Linked DNA regions of Mus musculus: region 2 is linked to region 1. Evidence: chromatin contacts called from public HiChIP or PLAC-seq data. All regions are on one chromosome and are shown on one strand. Each heading gives the region's core, a stretch centred on a gene start, on an enhancer-like site or on the middle of the called end of the contact. The rest is flanking DNA. Distances are from core to core; before and after follow the strand shown.

Region 1 (6,999 bases), core at 4,435-6,934:
AGAAGTCGGGGTATGGACAGAATTTAGAAATATGTAACAATAATAATTGTGTAACTGCTTGAAATTTACAATGTTGCGTGTGATGTCAAGTTCCTCTAACAGAAATCGCTTTAATTGGAAAGCAGTAGAGAGCTATGTTACTCGAGTGTCAGCGTAGTTAGAAGGAAGAAGGCTTCCTCCTAACCCTGTAGCCTTGCGTTTATAAAAGAGCTTGTTTCCCAATTGAAATTCTGCAGACTTTCAGACCTGTTGGTGAGGGACACACAAGTTATTATAGGGAGAGTCATTCATTTTGCCTCATGCTGCTTTTCTGACACAAGAGGTTTTGACAGCTTTGTAACATGAACAGTTTGGGTCACCTTAAAATGGAAAATCTTGACTGAGCGCTGGGACCCCAATGGAGGAGTAAGGGGAAGGAGAGCTGAAGAGGTTTGCGACCCCATAGGAAGAATAACAATATCAACCAACCAGACCCACCCTCCCACCCAGAGCTCCCAGGGACTAAACCACCAACCAAAGAGTACACAAGGGGGGCTCATGGCTCCAGTTGCTTATGTAGCAGAGGATTGCCTTATCTGGCATCATAGGGAGGGGAGCCCCTTGGTCCTGGGGAGGCTCTATGACCCAGGATAGGAGAATGCTAGGGCAGTGAGGCAGGAGTGGGTGGGTGGGTGGTAGAGCACCCTCATAGAGGTAGGGAGAGGGAGGAGAGGATAGGGTGTTTGTGGAGGGGAAACTGAGAAGGGGGATAACATTTAAAATGTAAATAAATAAAATAGCCAATAAAAATGAAAAAAATGTGAAATCTTCTAGAAGACTTGAGATTAAAACCCTGTTAAGTCATTATTTGGTCATTAAGCGATACATTGTTCTTTCTGTTGTGAGTCTGATGCACTCTGTGGTTGTTTTATTTGATTAGATGTGCATGTCTTATTTAGTTGCAAGAAACCTCTCCCCCCCTCCCCTCCCCCCCCCCCGCCCCAGTTCAGGTTTTCATTTTATAAAGGTCAGCATTATTTAGTCAAATCTGTCAGACATGATCCTGTAACAGAAGCCTTTGATAATAATGGCTTGTCAGTCTCTGTGGTGAGTGACATGGGAACAGATAAAGGAAACAGAACCTGGTGATCTACCATTCCATCTTGGGGGAGTGGAAGAATGGACGCTTCCTGTTGTCCTTTGGCTGTTCTGATGGGAGCAGGCAGAGGCTGCCCCTGCCCTCTGGCAACAGGGCAGCCAAAGAATTCTTGAGCTTTCGATTCTCATAAAGCAAATGCCAGTTAAAAGGTTTCTGAGGCTGAAAGGTTTCCTTGTTCAGCTCTAATAGAAACTCAGCACTTACTGAAGCCTACTGTTTGTCACTGCCTCCATTTGGATTCCGTGTTAATTCCAAAAGTGTGGACATGACCCTTGGTCCAGTCCAGTCATTATTGCTCTATAAAGGGCTATTTCCCTTTGCACCCCAATAGGTTAGACCTTGAATTGGATTTGATTGATGACCTGACTTGCCTTTAAGATGTTTTGTGATTATAGGACACACAGAATACAGTGTCCTGCCAGTCAGTATTTGTCAGGTAGAAAACTTCCAGCCAACCATGTTACATGGACATTGTACTACTTAGATAACTGCTCCTGATTGTAACTTAGGAGTGATTTGTAACAGAATGTCGTGGGGCTTAAAACATGGTGATCCAATGCTTCTATGTATATCTTCTTCCACTTCAGTGATACACGGCTGAGAAACCTAACGTGAGGGCTGGTGAAATTATTTCCCTCCCGTTGGATTCAGGGAGACAGGAAGGATGAGTTCCATGGGCTTTCATTTGGAATGAGCAAAACTGGTACAAATGAAGAAAATGAGTGTGCTCTTGGCTAACTTTCTAATGAACATTGTGTGTGTGTGTGTGTGTGTGTGTGTGTGTGTGTGTGTGTATGCACATATGCATATGCATGTACACGTACAGTGTTTGCGTTTCTGGGAAATTTGTATCCTTTCTTGCAGTTATATATTTTGAGACTATCCTATTTTTCTGTTTTTACAAAATCCTTTTAAGTAAGAAAAGAAAGCATTATTTAAGCAATTTGGTATATTTCAATACATGAAATAATGAGCTCACATTAATACATGTGGGAGCTTGGCAAACACTAGCTTACTGAGCAACAACATTAAGAGGATTTCTTCATAAGAATGTAGTGATTTCTGCCTCTAGATCCAGATACTTGGGAAGCTTGAGGTGCAAATGTCAGATGTCAGTCAAACTGAGGGGTTCAGGCCAAGCTTGGGCCATAAAGCAAGATCCCATCTCAACAACAACAAAAAAAAAAAAAGGAAAGAAAAAAAAAAGAAAGGAGGAAAGGAAGGAAGGGAAGGAGGGAGGGAGGGGAGGGGAAGAAGGGGAAGAAGGGGAAGAAGGGGAAGAAGGGGAAGAAGGGGAAGAAGGGGAAGGGGAAGGGGAAAGGTGAAGGAAGGGGAAGGGGAAGGGGAAAGGGAAGGGAAGGGAAGGGAAAAGGGAAGGGAAAAGGGAAAAGGGAAGGGGAAAGGGAAAAGGGAAGGGAAAAGGGAAAAGAGAAAAGGGAAAAGGGAAGGGAAGGGAAGGGAAGGAAAGGAAAGGGAAGGAAGAGAGCAGCTGTTTCCATTGCCATTGCTGAGAAATAATGGCTGAAGGGTTTTTGTTCTTTCTTTCCCCAGTGATTATATTTAAAATGTATCCAGGACATAACATGACTTTAGATATGTGGTGTATGGCCCGAAATCGTTTGTGTGTGTGCAGACTCAATTTCAAAAATTCTTAATTATTCAGGAAAGAGAACGATTCTGAAGTAAGCTCTGTGTTTCTTACAGGAAAGCATGAGGGGGATGTGGTTAAGATAATGCTGGCCAGCTGCCTGTTTTAAGGTAGCATCATGCTGTGTAGCCCAAGCTGGCCTTGAACTTAGGGGATCCTCCTCCCTCAGTGACTGCAGGTGTGCTGCCACCACACCTGGTTCCCAAGGGGCCTTCTAAGAAGATTAGCTCTTTCAGAGACCACCGTGGATGTGAGAAAGAGCTGAGTTAGAATTTTGGCAGTTTTACTATTTGCAACAGACAGTTAAAAAGGTCTGTCTCATGTCATTGATTATGTATTTGTACAAGAATTTCCAAGCGACACCTTTCTGTTATATTAGTTGTCATTCATTTGGGCCTTATTATTTGGTTTGAAAATATTTTAATAGCAAAACTGTTGCTTAAAATTGAACACATTTTAGTGACTTGCTGGTCACTGTCTTCACTAGATTTGTTTTCTAATTGTCATTTCCATGGAAAGGACAGTCATTTTCAAAGCTGTCCATTACGTATTCTGGAAAGCAGACAATTATTATGACTACTTTTACATAAAGTTAAAGCATCTCTGGGTTTTCTTCCCCTGCAGTATTGTATTTTTGAATGCTTTGAGTTTCTGTAGCTCCAGAAATGACTTTAGTAGCCTTCATTGACTTTCGATTTTCCAACTTGAAAAGCTGGAGTGCGGGGGTGTGGGGTGTGGGGGGGGCGTGGGGGGTCTCTTTAGTGTTCCTATGAGGTGGAATTCTTGCATGTGGTGGTAGTTTGAGATTTATGCAGATGGTGGGTATTAGGAGAGAAGTTGGGCTGATTTTGTAAGAATCTCCCTTAAAGAGATCCTGGCGGAATACTGAGGAATTTTAGCCACTATCCAGAGGCCTGTGTGGCGATCGGCAGCCGGCCCTTGGCAGATGGTGTCTGAAGTGGGGGAAAGCAGACTTGTCCTAGGGAGTCCTCTGCCCACAGTGGGACACAGTGGGGCCCCTGCTCCTGTGGCTGCATGGCACGTTGTCACTCGAAGCTGACCTCAAGAATGACTGGTTGAGGTTATTTTTAGACGTAATGACAGCGTAGCACTTTGGGCCTCGGGCGTTATTTCTAGACTGGAGAGTAATGTTATTTTATTTTTAAGAAGTAGAATTTCAGGCTTTTAAGTGGGCTTTTGGGTAAAGATTTCTGAAGTTTTTCCAGTAATTGAGACTTTGTGAGCAGAAAGGAGAGGGAGAAAAGCAGAAGCCCCCTGTCCCTCCTGACCGCCTCTGTGGCTCGCAGTGTCCCTAGGTGGGCACATTGTCCCCGTCCTGTCCCTTATTCCGAGAGTCTCCTGATAGACAAAGAAGAAAAAAAATCATTATTTTAAACCATTTCCTTATAACTTCCGACATTCCAAATCATACACACATGTGTGGCACTTCCTCGGTCGTGTCTAGAAAGTAGGTTTCTGTTTGACTTGTAAGCTGACCTGGCTGCTTGCACATAGGACTTCACAAATGCTCAAAGGTGGAATGCAGCAATAGTAACATGTATGCGTGCTTTAGATTCTGTGTAGCTTGTTTGACACACAGTATGATGTGTGCTCATTGTATGAGATGGATAGCTTTACAGCAAAATGTCCTCAAGTCCCACTTAATTTTCTCATCTGTAATTTTTATTAGCATCGTAGTTGGAGTCTTTCCCTGTAGTCTTTTTTTTTTCCTCTGCTGGTACTCCACAATCAACTCTTTTTCTAAAATAAAATAAGAGCAGGGCTTTTCCTTTGCATTTTTTATTTACTTATTTCTTTACTACTAATGTGTGTGTGTGTGTGTGTGTGTGTGTGTGTGTGTGTGTGTGTGTGTGTGAGGGGGTAGGATTTGTGCAGACACAGGGTCTAAGCCCAACCTCATTTTGGTTCTCTCCACTTGCATGGCTTTAACTCAAGTCTATGGGCTTGTGTGGTAGGCCTCTAGAGCTCACATGGGAGACCTTTGCTGTCTTTGATCTTCTAGGCTTTTAACATGGAAATCATTTACCAATCCTGTAAGTAGATGCTAATCATATTCTCACTGAGCCCGAGAAGTCAGTCTTCCCCTAGCCACCTCTCTCCTAAGTGCTAGAGGTGACCCAGGAACACAAGCAACTTAGCACTGACATCAGAGCTTGGAGCTGCTGGGTCAGTTCCACAGTTTACACTGTGTGTAAAATCTAGCTGCCTCAGCCCTCCAATCTCATGTCCACTGGCAGTTTCATGTGTCCCCTTTCTGCAATAGAACGTCCTGGCTGTTTATCACAGAGTTACCTCAACTCTTTTTGGCTCACCTTCGAGGTTGTGGTCCACAGACAAACATTTCGTACTCTTCACTGTTCTCCAAGCCCTCTGAGTAGGTTTCTTCCTGATTATGAGTCATGCTGTGCTTGCTCTTTGTCACAATCTCACTTCGTCCCCTTCAAAGTGGAAAAACCTCTACACACTCACAAGGCCATGCTCTACTCCCTCACCTCGTCCTTGCTTTTGTTTTTTCTGTCTTGTCCCCACAGTGGTAAGCATATCCCTGTGTCGGGTGTTCCTTCCGTCATGTGCTGTTGCTTGCTCTTGGTGACTTCCACTCTTTGCCTACTGGGCTTTTCTGGGATAGGTGTCTACTTGGTATCATTGTTGCCTCAGCATGGCCTATCCAGTGCATGTAACACAGTCAGCAGTGAGTTAGGCTGGGTCTTAGATGGCCAGGGTCCTGCCCACCATGTCCTGTGCCCTCCAGGACTAGCCTGTCCCACTTGTTGATTTCAGTCTGATAACTAGATGTAACCCTGGCCTCACCTGCCACATCCTAGCTGCTCAGCAGGAACCTGTCTGGTTTTCAGTCAGAGTTTCCTGTGCAGGTGGCGGAGGATTTTGAAATGCTTGAAACGAAGCCATCACACCCACTTGAAATAGTTTCTCTCATCTGTGTGATAAGAGGTGGGTGGCAAAAATAAGTTCACAGAGCCTATTACTTGGAGCTGAGATCACGGATTAAATGTCTTGAATGGGGAAAAAAATGTATTGGTTGCACTTAGAATATTTTCTCTGACCTTTCTTACCTTGAATTCAGAAAGAAGGCAGTTTTCTCATGTTGGAGGAACGCTGACTAATTCCCTGTACCTCCTTCACTGTCGAGCATCTGACTCATGTGTATTTAAGGGAACTAGCTGATGACTGGACTCATGCAGCTACGAGGAAAACATGGGATCCAGACCTGTTTGTTACCCTGTGTTCTTAGGGCCTCTTTGATGCGGCAGCCCTGGTGACTCACTTCAGCTCGGTTTGCAGAACACTTGAATGAAAACTTCATGCACAGTGATAGTTAAGAATGCTATGTAGACTGAACTGATGCGGGATGGTCAAATTCCTACTTTCAAATGAAATTTAAAAAGGCCAAAGTAAAGGTCTCTGCCTGGTTTCTCCAAAGCAGAGCCTGAGAGAAAGAGGTTGTCTGAGAGAGCTGGACGTTGGGTTGGACCAGAGAAACAGGAAAACTGACGAGCTTGGCCTGTTCTGCACGGCACCGAGGTTTTCCTGACTACAAGGGTATGTCTGCAGGGCACAGAAAGGCAGCAGGGAACCCAACTGAAAGGCTTACAGATTGAGAATATGTGCAGGAACGGTAAATGGTAACTAACATTTTGCAGCTAAAAAAAAAAAAAAGAAGCCGAAGTGACTTTCTACATCAATTCAAAAAGTTTTGAATACCTGTTTTGCTCGTATACCATTGCTAGTATTTGAAAATTCGTTTAAAAAGTCAATACACTGATATAAAATATTGTTTGTCCTAATAACCCCAAACATCTGAAACCTTTGGCTTGTTTCTCTGTGGTACAAAGTTCTAGCTTGCCCTCCGTGTGTGTGTGTGTGTGTGTGTGTGCATGTGTGAAACATATAACTTAATTCTTCTTCTTACCCCATGTATTCTGTTTTATGTTGTCAGTTTTCTGTTAGTGAAACACCAAAGCCTTGCACCCTGTAAAGAGGTCTACTTAGTTCCTGTTCCATATCTGTTTTGATCTCTAGGGGCCTGAGAACATGGTACCGCTTACCGTCAATGGGTAGAGTCATTTACACAGGAGGAAGCAAGAAGACCAATAGAGATAGCCCATCATGCTTTTGGTCTTGTGGTAACCCATTTATTCCTCTGAGGTTTCAATCACTCTCATGAGATGTG
Region 2 (7,013 bases), core at 2,845-5,344, 150 kb after region 1:
AAAGATAGAAGAAAATCTTTATATTGTTTTGTTGTTGTTTTCTTTTCTTGAGATAGTTGTCCAGCAGTGTGTTTCTAACATGAGCCTTCTCATTTCATTGTGGAACATCATGCTTTTCTCTGCAGTTGGAATTCTTGCATGTTGGCTTGGAAACGCAGTAGAATGCGCTTCAGTTACTCTTAGCTCTTTCTGGTGTTGATTGCTACTGATCGTGCAAACAATGGTTTCTCTTTCTGCAAAGTATGTGTTGACATCAAGGAGAGCTAACAGGATTCTTGCAAGATGACATGAAAGTAGACCTTATTCACAGTTCCCATTTTCTCTCTCATTGAAAGACAATATGGCTTTGCAAGACTTCACTTTCAGAGATAAAGAGGCACTGCCTAAGTCAAAGCTTTTTGTCCGTTGTGTTTCAAATTAAGTTGTCACTGTTTCACTTACTTCCACAGAATGAGAGTGTATACTACAAAGGTTAAGCTATCAGAGACAGACAGTTTTGTCCGTTTCAACTAAATGTAGAGAAGTAACAACTTAGTTCCCTCCACACATTGAAATAGTCTTGTATTAAAATTCAAAATCTGAATACTGGCATTTAGTATACACGTTTTATAATTTGACTTAGATTCCCAGAAATTACTTTTATTCATGACTGTTCCCAGACTGTTATTGCCATTGACTTAAAAACGTTAGACATTACTTTAATTGGGTTGACCAGTAGGCTCAATTTAAGAACATTTGAAGGAAAAGAAATGCAGTGATAGAGGGTTATCAGGACTGAGAGAGAGCAAAGCTCAGTAGGAGAACATTTTTGTAACATAGAAGAGACTTTGGTGTTCAATCCCTAGGAAAAAAAACATGTTTTCTTAAAAATAGGTAAGAAAAAAGTGGCCAAAAGATAGCAGGTTATAAATAGTAAAGTCAGTGTCACAGCTGAAGCTACAGAAGGGAAGAAAAGAAGCTGTGGTAGGAGTTTTCTAAGCATGCAGTGTAGGCTTTCCCTTGAGGAAATGCCCGTGGTGGAGAAGACTGGCCATGGTTATAACAACTCACAGGTGCCAGGGTGGCCGTTAGTGGCTGCAGCAGGCATGCTATCGTTGTATGAACACTAGGTCTTTTTTTTTAATTAATATTTGAGTATTATTTACTGCTTATTGAGTTCCAGAACAGCCAGGGCTAAAGAGAAAATCCTGTCTCAAAAAACCAAAAAAAAAAAAAAAGTTTTTTTCTCACAGAAAAATAATAATTTCTTCATGGGAAAAAAAACATTACCTATAAATACTATATAATGAATTTTACATAAAATGTATCCTCACAAAGAATTTGATCTCCTCTTAGATATTTCTATCTCTGGTGTTGTTGGCCAGTTTCTATGAGATAGACAGAAATATAGTATCCAGTAGAGAAGAAAGGAAACTTAGTATTCTAGATATGAAGTTTATGAAGTAGAACTTTTATTTTCAACGTGATTAGTATAAGATGTGTCAACAGTGATTCCAATGATTGTGTTCTATTATTAGTTCTAAAACATTTAAACAAACTTTTTAAAAAGTATCATTTAGAATTTTTTTCATGCCTTTTGTGTGTATTCTTTTGGACATTTTTGTGTGTAGGGGGGTTGTTGTTGTTGTTATTGTTGTTTTTTTAAATGTGGTCCAGTGTTTCAAAAGTCTCCAAGGATATTCAGCTATGTGTTGATTATATTAATATCAGAATTGAGTCCCAAGGCAATATAGCTGGAAAAAAATCTTCACAAAGATTTTGATATCTTCGTGGATAATTCTATCTATGGTGCTCTTGGCCAGTTCCTGCGTACAGACAGAAATAGAGTATTCAGAGGAAAAGAAAAGAAGTTCTTCCTGGGATAGGGCCGGGTGAAACAGTGACTGCCTCTTTAGGTCTCCAAATTGCAAAGCCTCCTCATTCACCTCTCAAGAATAAGGTCTTTTGCATGCTGCTTCTGGGTAGAGAGGTGTGTGATCTCATGGGCTCACCACAGAGGCCTCCACAGAGATCCTGTCAGCTGTTGACAGCCCCTTACCTGGCTTTAGCTCTTGTCACTAGTCTTGTCTGTTGGCCCTCTCTGCTCTGTCCCACAGACTAGTAAGAATGTACTTACCAAAACAAACTGTTTCTTTCTCTATTTTGTTCTCACTCAGGAGCCCCAAACTACTGTAATCCACAACCCTGACGGAAACAAGGTATTCAGAGAGAAGCAACCCCATTTGCTCTGATAAGATTACACAACTCACCAAATGCCCTGTGCAAAACCCAGTCATTATCTCAAGTGGGGAAGGAAAAAAAATGGCCATCTTTTCACCACATGCTCTTTAAGGCCTAATTCTTCTAGAATTATCTATAGACTTCTTTCAGATCAAAATGAATGATACCCTGAGAGAGAGAGAGAAAGAGAGAGAGAGATCAATGATCCCTTAGTATATTAAAAAAAAAAAAGAGTAAGAGTCTGTGTAAACACTTGCAAAGTCTTTGTGTTGAGATGACCGTGTATCTTAAGCTACTCCGTGTGCTCCTTTTAATTCTCCATGTCTGTTTGTGCGTTATACAATAAACATATACAGCACGAAATTTCAGAATTTCTTGCTATCATCCTCCTCATCTTCAAACATAACAAGTGTGTAGGTATATTTTTTTTTCTAAAACACATTGTTGCTTTTCAGCTTTTCCATTGTCCTCTGTTGTCACAGTGGTTTTGTTGTTGTTTCTGGTTGCTTGTTTTTCAATTCCCTGTTATTGATGATATCGCTGGTGGTGTTGCTGTTTGCAGTGAATTTGAAGAGAATCGGGGAGTTCCACTTTTTGTTAAATATGTTTGCTGTCAATCTATATGAATTACAGTAACATACATTTGAGTAAGTTGCTGAATGAAGACTAATGTGCTCTACCTGTTGTAAGTTATATGTATACTGTGTTCATACCAACACTCACATGTCTGAAGGATAAAAGGAGATATGCTCTCTATATATTCTATGTCTAGCTTATAACTTGGTATACATTCATTTTCATATTTAAGGGAGGAAAATGCATCAGATAAGATACTGATTAAGTCACAGGTCTTTTCCTTACTCTAATCATTAACGTTGAAGGATCAGGAAATATATTTCATCTCTGGATCAATATTTAGTTGACCCATGTTGAAAATGTGAAGTGTTTTGTGTCGTCATCTGGTGTGTACATTAGTGTCATGACACTGGAGATGTTCTAGGTCCCCAAAAGATTTGAGGTAGTCAGGACCAGCACATATGAGAATAATCCCATTAATGGCACTATCAAATGAAAGACCAGGCATAGCAGCTGGTGTGGACACTGCCGTAATTGTAAGGGTTGCTGCATGCTATTTATTGCTTATATGAATTCATTTTCTTTAAGTGCATGGGATTAACCTTCATTTTGAGATTAAGTCTGAATGCTACATCACATTAAAGAAATGCATGGGTGTTTTTCCCCCTTTGGTTTTGTATGTGTGGAGACTCTGGACATTAGCTAGTTTATCTCTTTGGTTTAAATATTATATATGGTATATATGCATATAAATAGATGGCTTTCTAAAAATACCAAATCTATAAATGGACACTGACTGGAATTTTTTTTAAACTATCCTCCAAACCCTGTTTTCCATTCACTGAACATACAGCTATTAACTGGAAGGTTGGTCCCAGTTATTTTCAGCTCTGGCCTTTAATCATTCCAAGTGGAAAATGAGTACTTACAAATACTACAACATATCTTTACTAGAAAGCGTTTCATTACTGAAGTGTAATAAAAGCCTTTATGAAGCTCCTGTAGGAAGTGTCTCCCCTCCAGCAGTAGCAGTACACTTGTGAATGTGCTTGCTACTCCCCACCTTCATTTGCAGACTCTCAATGATCTTTTGTCTTTTCCTTGTGGGAAGAGATTTTGTAACCCGTTCTGAGTTAAGAAAGAATGAAAAAAAAAAAAGAATGAATGAATGAAAATAAGTCTAACTGACCTTGAAAACATACTATGCCTTACGATCTCAGTGTCCTAAAGATAAACCTGAAACTTTGTGACAGCTGTGCTCAGCCTGGCTCAGCTGGATAGTCCCAGCTTCTGATGAAATGAGCGCCCTTTCTCCACACAGGTGCAGGGTAGACAAATAGCAAATTCTATACTCAACACAGTGCCCAATGCAAAAACTTGCTACTTTTGAGGTTCATTAGGGAAAGAAAAAAAAAACATGTATTTTAAATTTAAAATTTATTCTGCTGAAATATTCCACTTCTCCTAAAAACACACTGTATGAGGCACTGTAATGTGAACTCATGCAATTCATCTTCAAATAAACTACATACTTCTTCTGCTTCTACAAATCACCTGGATTTATCCTGCATCCGTGACTAGGCAACCAGAGTGCTCCCTTTGAAATGTTTGCAGCATATGACATCTTGTTTCTGTTGAAAGTCACTTGACATATGTGTCCATTTGCATGTCGGCATATGCACACAGCCTGCTGAAGAAGTTTGCATGATCTGTATGCATCACCAGCCAAGTTTGTCATAAGAGCTAGCTCTCTGTTTTGTGAAGCTTAAAGCTGTGTTTCCCTCTGCACAGGAGTCAACTGAGAGCTCAAACACCACCATTGAGGATGAAGACGTGAAAGGTAGGCTTGAGGCAAAGAGTGGGAAAGCCCTAATTCACAGAGCCACATCCATCACAGCAAAGCTTGTTCACTTTAAACTAGGAAGAAGATTTATCCCAAAAGAAATTCTTTTTTGTTTTGTTTTATGAATACATTATTCTGGATAATGAATCACTCTGTGAATATGTCAGCTTTTTCACATTTCATGTGATTTAAATTTAAACATGTGTTCTGTGCAAGCATATTGTTGACATTGCAGCTAACGACTGATTTTAAACATGTCAGTCAAAAGTTGAATAAAATATATATACATTTTATATATATCATTAAAGCTTGTATAGAAAACTGTATTCAAGATTATATTCTGAAGAAGTGTTATGAAAATATTCTAATAATTTTTAACGGTCTCCATTGAATATCAATGGAGCTTTATGATTTTGGGAGCTTTTTGGCTTGGGTTTCATAGACTTTCTTAATATAGCTTTGACATCCATTTCATTTTGTTTGCCAAAGCTATCAAGCTATTGAAATCACAGAACCACCGCACAAACATGCTCAATATGTACTTCAGGTTTACTCTACTTCCTCTGACCACATAGTTGGTTTTGAAGTGTTAATTTTGCTCCATTTTCTTGTGCAGTTTTGTGTTCTTGCTGTAGCTCAGTATGTATAGCTTCCTCTTTGCTTGGGTAGAATATATTCTGAAATATTATTATAATAATAAAGATATTTAAAATAAACATTTAAAGGAGGGTAAAATATATTTGAAGAATTGAAAAAATGTGATTCATCCATTAGCTAAATCTTAACTGGGAAGTACCTTTTGTAAAAATGTCACTAAATTCTATAATTCTTTAGGTAGCGTTAATGAAATAGTCTCGAAAAACATATGAACTTGTGTTATAGAATAAATAACCAGTAAGTAGATCTCAGGTCCAGGAGGAAGATGGACAATTTAGGAAATGAAAATGGCTGCAGGCCACAGTTGGCAGTCACCTCTGCTGCTCCTTTTCTTCTTGGTTAAGTAGAGCACTGGCACTGTTCAGGCATACTCTCTGTATTACTAGGGCACTTCCCTACTTCTCTTAAAGAAAGACACTCATTGTTTCTTAGAGTGCAAATGTAGAGATCAGTGTCAAGGCTACGATTAAGTCTACGCCTCCCATTTTTGCTGAGTCATTGATATTACGTAAAAAACATATGTGTTAACCAAATAAACAGATGCACCATTTAGCTTTGCCAGTGATTCAGGAAGGATCATCTTGTGAATGTTTTAGCATTAGCTCTTCAGTTAAATAAAATGTTGCACATGGTTTTGATACCAGCTTAGGTAAGTGTTTGGTGGACACTCCCAGAGAGAGTCTAGGTCATTGTGCACCAGAACAAAGAGCTGAGCCAAGGCTGATGCAGCTGAAGTAAAGACCATTTATTTGAGAGAGAGAGACAGACAGACAGACAGACAGACAGAGACAGAGACTTCCAGCAGAGGAATTAGGCCAGGGGAGAGAGAGCTCAGAGCAGGAGTAGCCTGGCTTCATGGAGGATGGAGATGTTGTATGTTATGGAATGTGATCTTTCTGTCCCTATTGCATTGCCTGATTTTTTTTCACACATTCTCTGTTGCATGTAGTTCTATATACAGCTTCATGTATTCCATATTATAATGAACCATGGGCCACTTTAAACACTGTAAAACTCTTCCTATGAGTGGCAGGGTTCTGCTGGCCTCAGCTAAGGGTATCCTGCCCTCCTCTTTGCCAGCTACTGTTTTTCTCATATGTTATTTTTTTTTTTTTTCAGTCTTTGCTGAGGCCTACAGGTCTTAGCTTCCACCCTGCTCCCTGGTCTCTATTTTTAATCAAGTGTCTGAAAACCTATCCGTTATCCACCAGAGGAGCGAATATTTAAATAACTGAGTATAGCGAAGGGAATCCCAACACCTCAGTATATGTAGTTCATCCACCTAGGACATTTTCACACCTTGGTAATTATGAGAATGGCTTTAATTTATAATGTTTCTCATCTGAGTTTGACTTGAGCTATTAAGTACTTGCTCAGGATAACTCTCTCTTTCATTTATCTACATATCAGTGTGTCTATTACAGTCTCTCAGGTGAGCATGGGAGCACACACCTGTAATCCCAGCACTCAAGATGCTGGGGCAAAAGGACACAGAGTTTAAGGTTAAAAGTGGATATAAAATGAGGTCTAGACCTGCCCTGTGGACATAGTGAGACCTGACTCAAAGAAACAAGTCAAAATAAAATGAGCCAAAGTTTCCCTTGGGGATTTGAAAAATTGATGCACTATTTGTTTTTAGGGTTATAACAGACTTATACACACAAAATTTTAGAAATTAAGTATAAAACTAAGATTAACAAGTATAATATAAGATTAA

The links. HiChIP or PLAC-seq counts read pairs in DNA pulled down with a chosen protein or histone mark.
Region 2: an H3K4me3 HiChIP or PLAC-seq map of pro-B cells shows a contact between it and region 1, with 2.3 times the contacts expected there. The contact joins two enhancer-like sites. A contact is called at or near these places in 2 of 39 promoter capture datasets (the C10 cell line and pre-B cells), 1 of 15 datasets of contacts at CTCF or cohesin (the NIH/3T3 cell line), 3 of 484 Hi-C or Micro-C datasets (bone marrow-derived macrophages, nephron progenitors and pancreatic cancer cells), 4 of 115 datasets of contacts at active chromatin or transcription factors (the 230-238 cell line, CD8 T cells, pancreatic cancer cells and 1 more) and 3 of 9 other capture datasets (adipose tissue, liver and pancreatic islet).

The regions. Positions count from the first base shown.
Region 1 is chr3:126,655,172-126,662,170 of GRCm38.p6, forward strand. All of the region lies in intron 2 of Camk2d (calcium/calmodulin-dependent protein kinase II, delta), which reads left to right. Among named protein-coding and RNA genes, the nearest start is that of Gm15551, 10 kb to the right of the region's middle. Within about 2 kb of position 5,685, at least 158 of the 459 cell types and tissues checked have an H3K27ac peak or open chromatin away from gene starts, as enhancers often do. A contact at or near this core is called in the NIH/3T3 cell line, pre-B cells and pro-B cells, where this site is marked.
Region 2 is chr3:126,806,052-126,813,064 of GRCm38.p6, forward strand. Camk2d (calcium/calmodulin-dependent protein kinase II, delta) reads left to right here. Exons shown (of 21, transcript NM_001346635.1): 15 at 2,157-2,198; 16 at 4,588-4,636. Among named protein-coding and RNA genes, the nearest start is that of Gm15551, 140 kb to the left of the region's middle. Within about 2 kb of position 4,095, at least 26 of the 459 cell types and tissues checked have an H3K27ac peak or open chromatin away from gene starts, as enhancers often do. A contact at or near this core is called in the NIH/3T3 cell line, pre-B cells and pro-B cells, where this site is marked.